Regions from separate parts of the Mus musculus genome. Here region 2 is linked to region 1. A link is a contact called in public HiChIP or PLAC-seq data. All regions are on one chromosome and are shown on one strand. The core of a region is the stretch at or near the end of the contact, and the rest is flanking DNA. Distances in the headings are between cores, read along the strand shown. Region 1 holds the start of S100a11 (S100 calcium binding protein A11). Region 2 has its middle 17 kb from the start of S100a10.

Evidence for each region. HiChIP or PLAC-seq counts read pairs in DNA pulled down with a chosen protein or histone mark.
Region 2: an HNF4G HiChIP or PLAC-seq map of pancreatic cancer cells shows a contact between it and region 1. The contact joins the enhancer-like site here to the promoter of S100a11 in region 1. A contact is called at or near these places in 5 of 39 promoter capture datasets (embryonic stem cells, hematopoietic stem and progenitor cells, liver and 2 more), 2 of 15 datasets of contacts at CTCF or cohesin (CD8 T cells and the NIH/3T3 cell line), 4 of 484 Hi-C or Micro-C datasets (centrocytes, induced pluripotent stem cells and muscle stem cells), 6 of 115 datasets of contacts at active chromatin or transcription factors (embryonic fibroblasts, embryonic stem cells, heart atrium and 3 more) and 2 of 9 other capture datasets (adipose tissue and liver).

The regions. Positions count from the first base shown.
Region 1 is chr3:93,519,072-93,521,931 of GRCm38.p6, forward strand. S100a11 (S100 calcium binding protein A11) reads left to right here and starts at 1,425. Exons shown (of 3, transcript NM_016740.3): 1 at 1,425-1,482.
Region 2 is chr3:93,570,971-93,573,845 of GRCm38.p6, forward strand. No RefSeq gene overlaps it. Among named protein-coding and RNA genes, the nearest start is that of S100a10, 17 kb to the left of the region's middle. Within about 2 kb of position 1,356, at least 54 of the 459 cell types and tissues checked have an H3K27ac peak or open chromatin away from gene starts, as enhancers often do. A contact at or near this core is called in CD8 T cells, the NIH/3T3 cell line, embryonic fibroblasts and 2 more, where this site is marked.

The DNA.
Region 1 (2,860 bases), core at 175-2,674:
GATTAAATATGTTTTTATTGGAGGGCAAGGGCCCAGTTGCAAAATCAATGGAAAAAGGGAGTGGGGATGTAAACTCTATCAGTGCAGGTGTGGAAGAAGGACAGGTGGGTCCAAGCACACAGTAAGCTGAAATTCCAAGGGCCATGATTTTAGAAAATCGTGTAAGAAAGTAATTTTTTTAAAAACATGGTGCTAATGTTTTCAAATAAGGAAAATGGGAAAATGGTCACATCATCGGCAGAAATGGAAAGAGGGTGGATCTAATTATTTTTTGAATTATTGTTGGAAACACAAGAGTGTTTGTTTTGGTTTGGATTCTAATTTTCTTATGAGACAAAATCCTACTCTGTAACCCAAGCCGTTCTGGAATTCACTAGGTAGGCCACAGGCTGGCCTTGAACTTGCAGTAGTCTTCCCTCTTCAGCCTTGCACATGCTGAGATTATAGGCAAGGGCCACCATGTCTGACTTCAAGGGTTCCTAAACAAGAGACAGGAACTGTGACTGGTGAAATTGGGGGAGCAGAAACCAGGAAGCATTCACACAATGCCCTATTCACATCTACTCTGCAAGTTGTTCTTTTTTTTGGGGCGGGGGGTGTCTCCTTAAGGGCATCACTCTATGTGATAGACATTCTACGTGCCTTTACTAAGTGGTGAAGGCAGCATGGCTTGTTTATAGATGGGAAAATGGAAGCTCAGAGGGGCCAGTACTTGCCAAAAGTGCTGCAGTGATGTTGTGGACCAAGGATTAGAAGCTGGAAGTTTGTCATACAATTCCCAACTTTATTGAAACACAGACAGGAAAATGCCGCACTTGCACAGGGAGATGTTTAGCTGCAAGAGTTTTCTTAACTGTCATTTTAAAACTTGAAAGCAGGGTGAAAATTATCTCTAGACAATAATCACCAATATTCTGTTGGCAATAATCACTGCCCTTAGGTAGGCCAGATGGTGCACACCTATAATCCAGCACTTGGGATGCGGGGGTAGGAGGGTCCTAAGTTTGAGGCTAGCCTGTGCTACATAGAGAATCAAAGTCAGCTTTAGCTACTCAGGAATACCACGTGTCAGAAAAATTTAAAAAATCACAACTGTTTATTAAATTTCTTCAGTGTAGCAGGACAGCCCCAGCTCCTAGGGACCTACTTGATGAGCACGACTCACATTCTTTCTGCTTATCTGACCTGAACTGCAAATGGACACGTGCATAGAAAAAGAGCTAGGGGCATGACTTCCCCTAAAGCCAAAAATCTTTGAGATTCCAGGGAGAGAGGAACAGAGACCTGTTGAGTCACAGGGACTACAACCAGTGAGCTGAGTCTAGAGCACCGACATGGGGACAGGCCGAGGCCTGCGGAGGGGCGGGGGCCGGGGCGGGCACAGCCTGAGTCAGGCTGAGGGGCGGGACCCGGACCCCGACCGCCACTCCTGTCCCAGCCACCGTCAGCCACAGTCGCAGCCGGACCTCGCTCCTCAACTTGGTAAGCATAAGTTTTTGAACTTTTTAGATTTTTTTCTTTTTAATGAAAACAACAAAGAGCTACGCATGCTCTTGGCTGGGTGTATCTTGGACTAACGTGTGGACGTGGCAGAAAATGGATCGGGAAGATGAAACTGTGGGAGGCAATTAGAGAAGAGTGGAGGGCACGAGGAAGCCCTAAAATTACACCCTAATAACAGCCTGTGGGGAGAAACGGCGGTCTTTTGTTCTCCCGGGCAAAATAAGTTCTAGGCTGGGTGCGGCTGCCTAACTGGCCTGAGCCCGGGCTGGGTGCGGCCGCTAGACTCCCTGGGGCCGTGAGCCCCTGAACCCAACCAGTGGCGGCCGCCAGAGAGCTGCAGACTCAGTGAGAACTTGGGGCAGCGTCGCTAGGCGTTCATGAAGACTAGAAAGAAAGCGGTTCAGAACGTAGCCTTCCTGAATTCTGGGGGACTCAGCTGCGGGGAAACCGCAGGCAAACAGCCAAGACATACAGATGAGAAACCGGAGCCTGTTGCAGCCATTGGAACCACAGACAGGAATGTGGGAGGAGGCCAGTCCCTCCCAGCTCGCTCTTTTCCTCTCCCCCTTACTCCACTCCCAGCCATCTTTTTAGCCACTCCCTACATCACCTGCCTGTCTCCTACCTGCTACTTCAGTTCCCCTCGTTTCTTTAAAAAATGTTTCCAGTAATTCACATCCCCTCCAAAATCTACCCCTTCCTTTGACTCTTCAAAGAGGATCAGCAAATGTTGGAGAGAGGCCCAAGTGCGTTTTTGCCCTAGTCCCAAACTAATTATAGATTTTTATGTTTTTAAATGGTTGGAAGACATTCAAAAGGAAAAGAATCCCTTGTAATGCATGAGAATGGCATGAAAATCAAATGTATAGAGTTTACAGGCACCGCCACACCCTTTTGCTTTATGTATCCTCACCCTTGCTGCCTGACTATGGCAAGAGTGATAAGATCTTATGGAGCATAAAGAGCTAAAAAATATCCACAGCTGTCCCTTTATTGCAAATAACAGCAACAGAAAGCTTGCGGACCCCTGCTTTGGTGTGTCAGTCTTTCATCACTTCCTACTTATTGTTTCCTTCTTCCCCTTTTCATCACACAGGGTACCTAGGGCCCAGCACCAACAGGTTATGAGGTGAAAGGAGATAGATGAGACCCTGAACACTTGAAGGAAGAGCTTTGGTGCTGGTTGAGAAAGAGATAGTTGGTGTGGTTCCCTCTTTTTCACATATTTCTGTCAAGGGGAAGCTTCCCTGGAACGTTGGGTGTTTAGGTTGCGTTTTAAAAGGATCTCACTGCGTCCTTTCACAGTGGGGTTTTCCTTGCTGTCACTGTTCCCATCATGCAAAAGGGCGATGGTGTG
Region 2 (2,875 bases), core at 106-2,605, 52 kb after region 1:
CTGTCTCTAAGTGTGATTTCAATAAACCAATAGGAATTCTTTTAAACAAGTAAGTGATCAGTGGGCAGGTGAGACTAATCAGAGGAGTGTCAGCAGAAGGTTGGAAGCTCTCTAGTTCTTGGAGGTTAGAAATCTGGATAGCAGTCAACAATCACTATGCTCATTCTATCTTGTCTGTTCATTCTATGTTGTCTGTCTCACAGCTATGAACTTGCTTACTCTTTCCGGGTGGGAGCTGCTATGCTGTGCTTGCTTTTCAGGTGATTTGATCAAGGGTAGAGATGATTGATGATGGAGCAGTTAGACTGCCCAATTCTTTAGACTGCCTGAGATTTTATTTCTTTCCTCCTCTTTGGCATCCAGACAGAGCAGGAGGGAACAAAGGAATCCCTGTGGTACTAAGTCTCTAAGATGGCAAAGTGTGACTGGCTGAAGGGGACTGTGCTCACATGGAAAGTGAGCAGAGCTAGACTGTATGCTGGGGGAACAATGAATAGTAAAGAGTAAAGCCTATGTGGGCTGTGGTATTGGAGAACCTCTGTTGTAAACACTACAGATCTACAGTTTGAGTATTACTATTCCTTTGGGAGAAAGAGGTGACTTGTACTCAAAGGGAGCTTATCAGACTATAGATACTCTTTCTTCATGTTCCTCAATGGGCCTCCCACCCATGTTTCCATTCTAATTCCATTTCAGCTACAAATGACAAAGCAGGATGGAGATTCATATTTATTTTTCTGAGGTGTAGGAAAAGAAGAAGAAGAAGAAGAAGAAGAAGAAGAAGAAGAAGAAGAAGAAGAAGAAGAAGAAGAAGAAGAAGAAGAAGAAGAAGAAGAAGAAGAAGAAGAAGAAGGGGAAACTAACCTAAACAATCTATGCCAAATTTAAGAAGGAAAAACTCAAGAAGATAGATCCGTAGGGTCTGGGTGAGAATTACTCACTCATCTGGTTTCCTATCAAGACCTGAAGATTGGCTTGCAAAGTAGCCTGTCTACTTGAACTGTAGCTACTGAATAGTATCTTTAATGTGTGAGTGTGAACAAAATCTGAAAGAGGTTGCATAAAAGTGAGAGTGAGCATTTCTCAAATGCTGTGGCATCACCCTATCTGTGAGGTAGAAAACGATCTCCATTAGGTCTCTGGACACAAAACTTGGAGAGCTCAGCATAGAACCTATTTGCCTTGTTATTCAGAGCCACGTGGGGATGAGCAGTCCTTTCATGCCTGCTGCTTTACAAACTCTGTGGCTCCACCCTTTCGCCTCTTTTAAACTTGCCCATCACAGCCTGGTGAGCAGCAGAGCACTTAGCCTCCAGCCTAGTGTTCTAGAAGTGACAGATGATTCAGCTTTGGACTCTGCTCCGTGATGTGCCACTATGATGCCAGCGTGAGTCAGCCTTGGCTTTCTGAGAAACTTCCAGAATTGACATTTCCACTCAATGATGGGTCTGAAGCACTACAGAACACAGATGATGTGGCCCCTGTCTTACAAGTTTACAGTCTGGTGGAACAAGAGGCATGTGTTTCAAAGTAGCAATACTCAGTAGTATGTGACACACAGAAACACCAAGGGGTGTGGTAAATGCTGGTGTTAGCTCTGAAGGTTTGGATATGATGAAGAAAAAAGTTTTTTGGAACAGAAAAAAGAGGAAGATGCACTTTGGGTAGGCTAATGTGGGGGAAGGGCAAAAAGTGGAGGAACCTGTGCCAGTGGGGACTGAGTCCTATTAGGCAAGTGGTGGGCATAGGCTTGAGTTGTATCTAAGATGTGTGAGCAAGGGAAGGACACCCACAGTTGAACTGACATGGGAGAGACCAGGTCCATGGTACATCTTCAGAAACAAGTGAGGTAGAGCTACATGTGCTGATTCAGAGTGGTCTTCAAGACAAGTTTGAGGGAAAGAGCAATTGGTACATTTGTGTCTTCCTATTAAATCAATTGAGGAAAATGATAATGGGAGATATACATGAATAATTACTTTGACATGAAAAAAAATCCACCTGTCTAGAGGAATATAGATGAAACTGGGAGAACTGAGTCCTCCCCAAGAGAAGCAGTGAAGCTAGAGTGTGGGGAGCAGGAGGAGAGAGCTTCCATGTTCTTTTGCACCATTAGAATTTGAATCCATGTACATAAAAAAATTAATAAATTCCAATTTAATAAATAATTCACAGCTTTTAAATATTTATATAATTGCATTCTTTGAAATTTTAATACATGTATACAATATAATATGATCATATTACCTCCCATTCTTCCCTTCATCTTCCACTCATCCCTCTCAACACATTTCTCTTCCAACTTCATGTCTTCTTTTAAAAAACAAAAATGCCAGGCGTGGTGGCGCACACCTTTATCCCAGCACTCAGGAGGCAGAGGCAGGTGGATTTCTGAGTTCAAGGCCAGCCTGGTCTACAAAGTGAGTTCCAGGACAGCCAGGGCTATACAGAGAAACCCTGTCTCGAAAAACCAAAATAAATAAATAAATAAATAAAAATAAAAACCACATACATCAAGGTGGTGATGGCACACATCTTTAATATTAGCACTCAGGAAGTAGAGGCAGGCATATCCCTAAGTTTAAGGCCAGCCTGATCTACAAAGCAAGTTCTAGGACAGCCAGGGCTACATAAAGAAACCCTGTGTCAAAAAAAACAAACCAAACCAAACCAAACCAAACCAACCCTCAAAGCAACAACAACAACAACAACAACAACAAAACAATCACAAAAAAACACCCCAGAGCTCCAATTAGTGCAGTCCTTATATGCATGGGCATGATGCCATCTACTAGAGCAAGGGAGCCAACAGCAGCCACACTCATCAAGAAAGGATGGTTCTCCCTCCCCCTGCAGCTATTAACTTGCCAGTCAT